Linked DNA regions of Zea mays: region 1 is linked to region 2. The links are chromatin contacts, called in public Hi-C maps. All regions are on one chromosome and are shown on one strand. Each heading gives the region's core, a stretch centred on a gene start, on an enhancer-like site or on the middle of the called end of the contact. The rest is flanking DNA. Distances are from core to core; before and after follow the strand shown. Region 1 holds the start of LOC100383341. Region 2 holds the start of LOC100272410 (Presenilin-like protein).

Region 1 (4,922 bases), core at 1,507-4,006, 130 kb before region 2:
ACTGCTATAGCTAATTAATTTGCAGCTGTGCTGCAACTTTATCGTACTGAAAATTTTATGTTTGTTTCACATGCTTGCTTGTTGATTTTATTTCGTTTGGCAAAAAAAAATTTCTTGTTTGGTTCAGCGAAATCAATTTATTACCTACCTAGTGCTATTGAACCAACTAGTTTTTTTACAAGAATATATTGATTTTAATGATCATCAAACATCGAGTTGATACAAGTCAACACTGTGTGGCAACCTCTAACTAACTCAAACGTAGCCTACATAGTTGTACGTAGCTCTTGCTTATGTAGCTAGTTTTGGATAAAATCAAACAGGCGACAACATGTGTAGCTCAAACCTCACAAAAGCAACCACTCCATCCGTTTTAAATTATAACCCAACTCGTTCTCCAAATTATAACTCAACCCATTTAAAATTATATCAAATTATAAGTCTAAATTGTAACCCAACTCATTTCAAACTATAAGTCACTTAAACGTATTTTAAATTATTAAGTCGAGAGTCAAAGCATCTTAAATAATCAACATTATTTCTAAATTCTGAGTCATCTTAACTCTATAAATCATAAGATTAAATTATTCAAATTATAACCCATTTCAATTTATTTTAAATTATAAGCGATTTCAATTTTCTTGACAGTCAAAACATCTTGAGTTAGACTAAACTTACATAGAAAATTATAAAAATCTATAACATCAAACAGGTATGCTATAAAAATATTATTGGTAAAAATATAAAGACATTTAATATCATAAATACTATAGTTTTGTTAATAAAAACCAAAATTGAGTAGTAAGACGATGATTAGCACCCAGTTCACGCAAGAGCGCGGCAAGTTCATACATTTGCCCATTTCTGTTCTTTTTTACAGCCATGATACATATCAGAGACCATTAACATGAGCCAAACTGAAAAAAGGCTCCAGATTTTTACATGGCACCAACCCGGCATGCTCCTGCTCCTTCCTATGTACATTGGGACCAACCAACGGGCCAAGCTTTCAAGCGGCAGCAACCATGGCAATATTGCTTAGTTCTCCCAATGATGCGAACTGCTGCCGCCGCTACCGGAGGACTGCGCCGACGGCGAGAACAGGCTGTTGAGCCACTGCAAGGATGGCGGCAACCGCCTGCCACTCTCTTCAGCTTCAGCTAGCTCGGCGTTGCCCGGAGAGCTTGCCCTACCATCACCCCCGCCGTTGTCACTGCCTTCACGATCCGCATCGACACTGACGAAACCACCGTCGCCGCCGCTGCATGAGCTCTTGTCGTCGGTGGCCGGCAGCTGGAACCGGCAGACAGGGCAGGAGCTGTGCATCTCGAGCCACGGCACGATGCAATTGCCGTGGAACCTGTGCCTGCAGGGCATCTCGCGGGCGCGCTCGCCGGGCGCGTAGTCCTCCAGGCAGACCGGGCAGCTGGCCGCGTCGTCGTCATCGTTGCCGCCGGCGATTTCCACGGTAGGCATTGCCTCCACGGCCTCCTTCTTGGCCGGCGGCGTTCCGTGCCGCGCCGCATCGTTCTCGGCGAGCTGCTGTACCAAGGCGTCGAGGCTGGGGCCGAGGAAGTAGTCGCCCAGCGCCACGCCATGCTCGCCGCCGGCTGCGCCGATGAAGAGGCTCCGGCCGAACGGGGTCAGCTGGTCGCCTTCGAGGGCGACGCCGGCAGCGGACTCCAGCCGCTGCAGCTGGCGGTCCCGGAGCTCGTGCAGGAGCCGCAGGAACGCGGTGACGCGCCGCCGGCGCAGCGAGAACTCGGGGTCGTTCCAGTCGTAGACGTCGCTGGCGGCCTCCTGCTGCCGCCGGTTGCGGCGGCGACGGGCGGAGCTGTCGACCGTGCTGAGGATAGCGTGCGCCCAGATGGAGCTCGGGCGGTCGGCGCCGGGGTGCACCTGAGCCACCGCGCCGTCGCCGTCACCGTCGTCGGTCGCGGCCCCGCGGGCGGTCTCCATCTCCTCGAGGAAGCCGCTGTGGCAGAACGGGCACTTCATCTCCACCTCGCCCTCCGCGGGGCTAACGGCCGCGGCGCACATGTGGCACCAGTACCTTCCGACGCCCGCCTGCTCCGCCATTGCTGCTGAGCTTCTAGCGCTTTAATTTCCCCGCCAATGCAGCTACTCTAGTAATTGTTTGTTGGGGGTGGGGGAACTCAGCTGCGACAAACAAATCGACAAGGAAAGATCAGAGTGCTGACGCTACAATCCATCGTGGATGTGCATGACGTCCCACTGAATGCAGCAATCATCTGGTACGGCAGATCGAACCATTTGCGTGCTCTTGTGATGGAGCAGACAGACCAGACGCGGCTTCGTCGAAAGCTCGTGTAAATCAAAAGACTAGGAGCAAGGTCAACCACCAGGCATCCAACACACGATTCAATCAGGAAAACAACATACAGATGGATCCACAGATAGCAGGCACATACGCTCCCAATCTGGCGGCGATAAGATACGAGTAGGCGCACAGAACAGATGGATCCACAAGCTGAGTCTCAGCTTTTGGATCTCAGCAAAGCAAGGGGAAAGCATGAAACGAAGCAAGCAAGCAACCAACCAACCAACCAATCAATCAATCACCTTGGGCAGGGCGGGGCGGGGCGGAGGCAGGGCATGTGGGTGGGGACGGGGAGGAAGGGGGAGCAGCGAGGCCAGAGGGGCCGGCTGTCTCCGCCTGCTTTATACTAGTACTATCAATCTCCGCGGCAGCGGCGGCATCCTCCTCCCTGCATCGACCATGGCCTCGGCCCGGCACACATGTTTAGGGGCAGTGATTAGGAGGGGCCCTGCCTGCTCAATTATTGCGCTGGACTTCTAATTTTAAGTTTTCCCCCACCTGATTTCCTCCTCGCCCTCGAACGCTCGCTCGGCTCGGCTAATAAAAGTTTCAGCGGTGGTGGCAGTTTCGCTTTCCGGCCAGCCCAGAAATAGATGGTCCCCAAAAGGAAGAGAAAAACGGGGAAAAGGGAGGCGCTTGGTGCCTCGCTGATCATCATGTGGCAGCCATGACGCCGTGGAGTGGTGATGGACTGATGGGTGCCACCTCAGCTAAAGTTTTTTTTTAAAAAAATGTATTCTTTTCTCTTTTTTATCGATATAATAGTATCTCAAGAGTTCTGATGTCAGCCCTTACTTAAGCTGCACTGGCTGTGTGCCTGTGTTGCCATTTGGCGTCAGCTTGTAGGAGTCCTTCAGTTTTGGAGGTCAGCCTCCTTGCTGGCGTGGGCCGGCAAAAATGGAGGTACACGACCGTTCAAAACTACAGTACGATTCTTACATGAACTGACGGAAACAGATAAATCCAATGAATCCAGTACGGCAGTACCTTGCTGATGGAAAAAAGGCTCGTAATCGCATCTTAGCTCACAACCGTGAAGTGGATAAAAAGTCCATTTCCACAAACACGCGCATACAAACGTCAAATTAGAGGCGCGGGAAGGAATTACTGGCGTGGGTGTCAGTAGGACTATAACTATGAGCGATGTATTGCCGTATTGTTGTGGGCTGATGTCCTACTGTATGGCATTTTAATGAGAAACATGCAAGTTTCTCTCTACTTCTCGTCAGAAATCATTGCGAGGATGCTCTCCCAAGGCTAAGCATCCAATAGGTAACTGAAGATGGTCTATAGGGGTGAATAGACGAAACTTAAAAATTATAAATTTTAAACATAAACTTCACTCGAAGTTACCGTTAGAACGAGTGTTAATGAAACCGGAGTACGGAAGAGAAATTCTTCTTGCTATGAGTTACTCAAACAATGCAGATAACTTTAGAAACCAACTCAAAACGATTGCAAGCAAGAGAACTAGATAGGGAGAGGAAATAAGCAAATCATAAAGATTGAGACCAACGCAAAAACACAGCGATTTGTTTCCCGAGGTTCGGTTCCGAAGAACTTACTCATTGTTGAGGAGTCCACGTAGGACGAGTCTCTTTCAACCTTTTACCTCTTTCACATGGTCACCGAGACCGTATGAGTTTGCTTCACTATCACGGGGGTAATAAGTCCCGCAAGGATCTCCACCCAAAGTATTCGGAGTCTCTTGCCTCACTTTACAATCAAGAGAACGAGAATGGGAAGTGAGAATAAGAAAGCTCAAATCAAGAGCATAAGAACTCGTAAATCTCTTTGCTCTTGCCGCTAAGCCATTTAAATGCAAATAGGATCAAATGCGGCGCGAAATTAGCTTTGAATGCGTGGAGAGGTTGCACTTAATGTGTAGTAGGTTGAAGTGACTCTTGTGTCTTCAATGTGCTGGTTGGGGGTATTTATATCCCAAGTTTCAATAGAGTCGTTGGAAACTTCAGCGCAAAAGTTGACTGCGCAGTGGTGCACCGGACCATGAACAATGTCAGTTCGGTGCGCCAACAGACCGTGAACAGTGGTTTGCCAGGTGACCATTCTGATTTCTGCAGGTGACCATTGAACCTTGTTAGACGGTCTGGTGTGTCACCGAAACGGTCCGGTGCTGCTGCTCCAAATTTCCCGAGACTAGCTTGTTCAGTAAAAATACTACCGGACCGAGTCTGTGCACACTGAACCGGTCCGGTGCGCCACCAGACGGTCCGGTGGCCCCGACAACAGACTAGATTTTTCTTCTTTTGTCCAATTCTTCTCCAAAATCTTTTTGACTATCTTCAAAATCATCCCCATGACTTAGACAAACATTTATAGTTACAATCCAACTAGTCTAAGTAACATTTATTGGACCTTTTCTTCTCTTTTTCTTAGAAATTGGTTTTTGCTCAAACTGGCTACAAAAGAGTGTTTTTGTAAACTTGAGCCATCCAATCTCCTTAGCTGTACTCCCTCCGCTCTTTTTTATTTGTCACTATTTAGTTCAAAAATGAACTAGCTGGCGACAAATATTCGAGAACGGAGGTAGTATCAAAAAGGTTTCTAGGGGTGTATTCAA
Region 2 (4,882 bases), core at 852-3,351:
GAACTATCCGGTGAGTGACACCGGACCGTCCGGTGCTACGCAGACTAGTCCAACTTTCTCTTTTTCATGCCAATTCACTTTTGCTTCTTTTGACTCGACTTCACATAGTCCCTAACACTTAGACAAATATGATTAGTACCTAAAACAACTCACTAAGTGTTAGGAGCATACCTTTTTCACTTGGAACCACATCAGTTTGTAGTATTCATTTTCGAGCCTAAAAGGTGTCTTTCTCTCAATTTACTTTAACTACCTATGCTCATGCTCATATAAGATGATGTTAGTAAAAACAATGTGTTAAGCATTTAATCACCAAAACAAATTAGAAATGGTCCAAGGACATATTTTTTTTTGAAACGAACCAGACATGAGAGCTAATGATTATATTAATAAAGAAGAAGTGGTCCGGATCGGACTAAACAACAAACAAAAAACAAAAAAACAAACAACAGGCGGTTGGATTGGGACATCAACACGCCGACACCATACAACTTAACTCGCCGGTTGGATTGGGACGTCAACATGGCACCACACTCGCCGCCGACACAGAGTGCCCAAACAAACACAGACAGTGACAACCCCACACAAGAGCACACAAAACTGCTAAGGGTCATCGTTGTCAAGCAAGCATGCAGAGCATTCACCAACTCTCTTCCCAAAGGAGCCGACGGACGAACCAAACGAAAAGCAGACAAACAGCCCAAAGCGAAAGGTCTTAACAGGTCATCGTTGCCAGGGCTCAAGGCACAGTGCAGCTCCGACTTCCAATCTTGACCCTCCGCACTGCCTCTGGTTTTTGCCCGACCTTCGAAACATTCTAGACCACGAAGAAGGGAGGTTCGCCTCATGCTATCGTTGCCGAGCCACATCCCCTGACGTAGCAGCTCTGACTTCACGTTGCAAAACCCCACCTCCACCCGCATACCAGGCGCCGAGAAGCGAAGCAACAGCCGAAGGCAAAGCCGTGGCCAAGACGAACTTCAGAAGCGACGTCTTCAGGAAGGGAGTGACGTCACCATGACGCCACCGTCGCCTGTATGCGATAGACCGGACTTTCACCCAAGGAAGATAGCGTTGGGGATGCGATACCCTCAACAGGGGAAGCGGCGCCCATGGGCGTCGTCGTCGAGACTTTCGCCTAAGAGACCTAGAGACACAGGAAGAGCCCATGGGCATATTTCCTTTTCAGCGTGCAGCGATTTGACAATCACGGGTGCTCCATCACCGAAGGAGATCTCGCTGTCAGGTGCCCGCCGGCCATTCGCCCATAGAGCTACAATTTAGTGTAGGCAGAGTTTAAGCGCAAAAGTTTTGACAGTGTTCAGTTTAGGCAGCTTTTGTTCTGCAAGATAGCAGGAAGCGTTCTTTGTGTTCATGTTCATATTCATTGTCATGTGCAGATGGTATTCTTGTTCAGTGTCAGGAATTGGAACTGAAAAGGGGTGATCTGGAGGTTGACAGAGTTTTTATTTTCAGATTTCATGAACTGAATACTTTCGTACCAGAACAGGATACTTTACTACTACAGCTGAATATTTTTATTTTCAGATTTGATTTCTAGTTGATTCGATTGCTACTGCATGCATTTCATGAACTAAATGTTTTCCAATTGATTTGCATGCGTTTCTTTGTAGTGCGTACTGGACGACATGCAACGGAAGTGGAATCAGAATGTGTTTCTTTGCAGTATGAACCTGACGCCATGCAAAGGAAGAAGAGTTCCTCTGTCACACAGACACTTGCATATATGCATATGAGCGCACCCTTCTTCCTCCCACAATTCAGTCTATCGCCACACAATTCAGTCTGTCAGCACACTATGATTCGGTGGACACATGTTTGTATAACTATATGCATATTTGATCAAGTGATGTCAAGGCTGAGATATACCCCATTGTAATAGACTGTATTTAAGTTGTATTTAGTGTTTGGAGAACCACAACATTTTATCTAGGTGGTACATGCTCTAATTGATTGATAACCCAGCTTTAGACAGTGAAATTTGACGATTTCGAAGCAATTTCGCACAAACGCGTGGACCAAACCGAAAACCCCAAAGCTTCGACCCTGGTCGGTCTCACGCCGAGGAGCGAGAGAAATTCCCCATCGATCTTGGTTTCCTCTTTCCTCCCTCTCCGCGGCATGGATCCCGCCGGCGCCTCTCCGGCGCCGGCTCCCGCCGTGGAAGAGCCCGTAAGCGCCACCTCCATTTTCGACACCCTTGGCGCGGAGGTGCTGGCGGTCATGTCCCCGGTCTCCATCTGCATGGCCCTTGTCGTGCTCCTCATCTCCCTACTCTCGCCGCCGTCCTCCGGGTCCGCGTCGAGCTCACCCCCTCCAGTCACAGCTGCCACTCTCGTCTACCTCGAGTCCCCTAACGACTCCCCGGGCCAGAAGCTCCTCGGGGCGCTCCTCGACGCCGCCGTCTTCGTCGCCCTCGTTGCCGCCGTCACCTTTGTCCTCGTTGCGCTCTACTACTTCCGCTGCACGGGTTTTCTCAAGAACTACATGCGGTTCTCCGCCTTCTTCGTCATCTTCTCCATGGGAGGCGCCATCGTGGCCGCCGTGCTCCGGCGCCTCGCGGTCCCGCTCGACGCGCCCACCGCGCTCCTGCTCCTCTTCAACGGCGCCGCTGTCGGTGTCCTCTCTGTATTCGCCTCCGCCGTCCCCATCCTCGTCCGCCAGGGGTACATGGTCGCGCTCGCCGTCATCGTCGCCGCCTGGCTCTCCAGGCTCCCCGAATGGACCACGTGGATCATGCTCGTCGCGCTCGCTCTTTACGACCTCGTTGCCGTGCTTGCACCCCGGGGACCGCTCAGGATGCTTGTGGAGTTGGCCTCCTCCAGAGATGATGAGCTGCCAGCACTCGTCTACGAGTCTCGGCCTACAGTCGGCCCAGTCACAAGTTCTTCCTCTTACGCTTCAGCCATGGGGTCTGTGGAGATGCAAACCATGGCAGATTCTGGTCAGATCGGTAGCAGTCAATATGAGCAGGAGGAAGATGCCAGCCCTGCCTTCGTGCAAATGAGGGATCTTGTGAGAGTCCGATCAAGCATTGGTGAGATGAAAAGATCAAGAGGTTCTGTGCTCCAAATGGAGAACCTTGAAAGGGAGGTACCAGTGATTTCAGCAGAACTGACAGCAAACCAAGGTGGGAGTTCACAGCATGCCATCATTCAAATTGAACATCCTGACGTAGAAGAGACATCACCTTTGGTGTCTGCACCCTCTACCTACAATGCAGCTTTGGATGAGGAGCATAGACAAAGTTCATCGTCAGAGCCTCTGGATTTTGAGATGTTTGAGTCTACCAGGGGCATCAAGTTGGGCCTTGGCGATTTTGTTTTCTACAGTGTGCTTGTTGGGAGAGCTGCCATGTATGATCTGATGACTGTGTATGCATGCTACCTCGCCATCATTGCTGGGCTTGGTTGCACCCTTGTCTTGCTTTCCATATGCCGGCATGCGCTACCTGCACTCCCAATCTCTATTATGCTGGGAGTTACATTCTACTTCTTGACACGGTTGCTGATGGAGCCATTTGTGGTTGGTGCTTCAACAAACTTGGTGATGTTCTGACTTTCACTGATCTGCTGTTGTCATTTACATGTGGATGAAGCCCTCAATCGAAAGAAAGTTGTTGGTTAGCAATTCAGCATCCTATGTGAGAATGACTAATAATTTGTTGGTCACTTACCGTAAACTGTCATTTGTATTTATTTCTAGGAATGCTTAAGACCATATACTCTGAGGTAGCATCGTAGGTAGATTTAGCTCATGTCTTGTTGTAAGTCTATCAACCTGACATGATATTCGAGAAGAGCTATTCTACATTCGTTGTTCTTTGGCTTATTGTGTTCTTCAAAGTTGGTGTTTTCACCCTAAGATTAGAGATCAAGTAATTGGTCATCCATTACGTTAATCATTATATGCTCCATTAACTACTCATTTTCCACCTATAGAAGAAAGTTTTTTAATAGGAAGCTAGCCCTCTTACTTTGTTTCGAGACTTTTTTCAATATTTGATAGGTTCAGTAAGTCATGTGTTTATTTTTTGGAGTCAGTAGCTAATGTTTATGTACTGTTTTAATTGAACATTGGTAAAAGTTTTAACTGATATTAACATTGACAATACTTGGGCGGTAGATGAGGCTAAGCATCTAAAATATTTTTTCCTGTCAAAGTTGTTATTAATTATCATTAGTTCAAATTCTTTCTGTTTTAGGATATCCAACAGGCAACATGATATACTGGGAAAACATTTTTACACCCTTGTCAATTCCAGCCACTTTTTACGTTGCCAAAATTCTGCTAAAAACATTAGTTTTGCACTCCCTCTCTTGTTTTGATTTTGGTGTTTTCTTCTTTGGTATGTCAGCACTTTAGCCATTTTAAGCTCTGGTAAAACAAGGTAACATTTTAATGGCTTGAGCCATGGTACTATTAGCATTCTCTAATTACCCACTTTTGACGACAGCTGGTCTTTTGATCCATGGGTTGCACATATCCTCAATAAGGCTATATATAAGCTAAGCTTTCTCCTTTTGATCTGCCATACCCACCAGTTGTGGTAACCCCAATTTTGTGAAGTTATCCTAAGTTCTGTGTCTTATTTTGGTATATATGAATGGTGTGTAGTGGTTGGGCTCTAAATTTTACACTAAAATGTGAAGAGACATTTGGATCGTGATCCATTACCACTCTTATATGTGTATAACTGTATATCGTGATTCAGTTGTAAAATATTTTGCAGAGGTTGTGCAATGCATCAATATTTTGCAGACATTATTATGCCATCTCTCCTGTCTTATAGCTTTTATAAACAGCCCCAAATCATCTGCTAACAAAAAATGGGTTAATATTAGGTGCATCTTGGCAGATA

Evidence for each region. Hi-C and Micro-C count contacts between places; a contact is called where the count stands out from the background.
Region 1: a Hi-C map of leaf shows a contact between it and region 2, with 5 times the contacts expected there. The contact joins the promoter of LOC100383341 here to the promoter of LOC100272410 in region 2. A contact is called at or near these places in 5 of 25 Hi-C or Micro-C datasets (ear, leaf and an unstated tissue).

Annotation. Positions count from the first base shown.
Region 1 is chr3:44,124,691-44,129,612 of Zm-B73-REFERENCE-NAM-5.0, reverse strand. LOC100383341 reads right to left here and starts at 2,756. Exons shown (of 2, transcript NM_001175998.1): 1 at 2,584-2,756; 2 at 816-2,160. The coding sequence starts at 2,079. The coding sequence ends at 1,039. LOC542177 (PK protein) reads left to right here. Exons shown (of 3, transcript NM_001111796.2): 3 at 1-97.
Region 2 is chr3:43,995,944-44,000,825 of Zm-B73-REFERENCE-NAM-5.0, reverse strand. It overlaps LOC100272410 (Presenilin-like protein), which reads left to right and starts at 2,101. Exons shown (of 1, transcript NM_001146888.2): 1 at 2,101-4,882. The coding sequence starts at 2,143. The coding sequence ends at 3,579.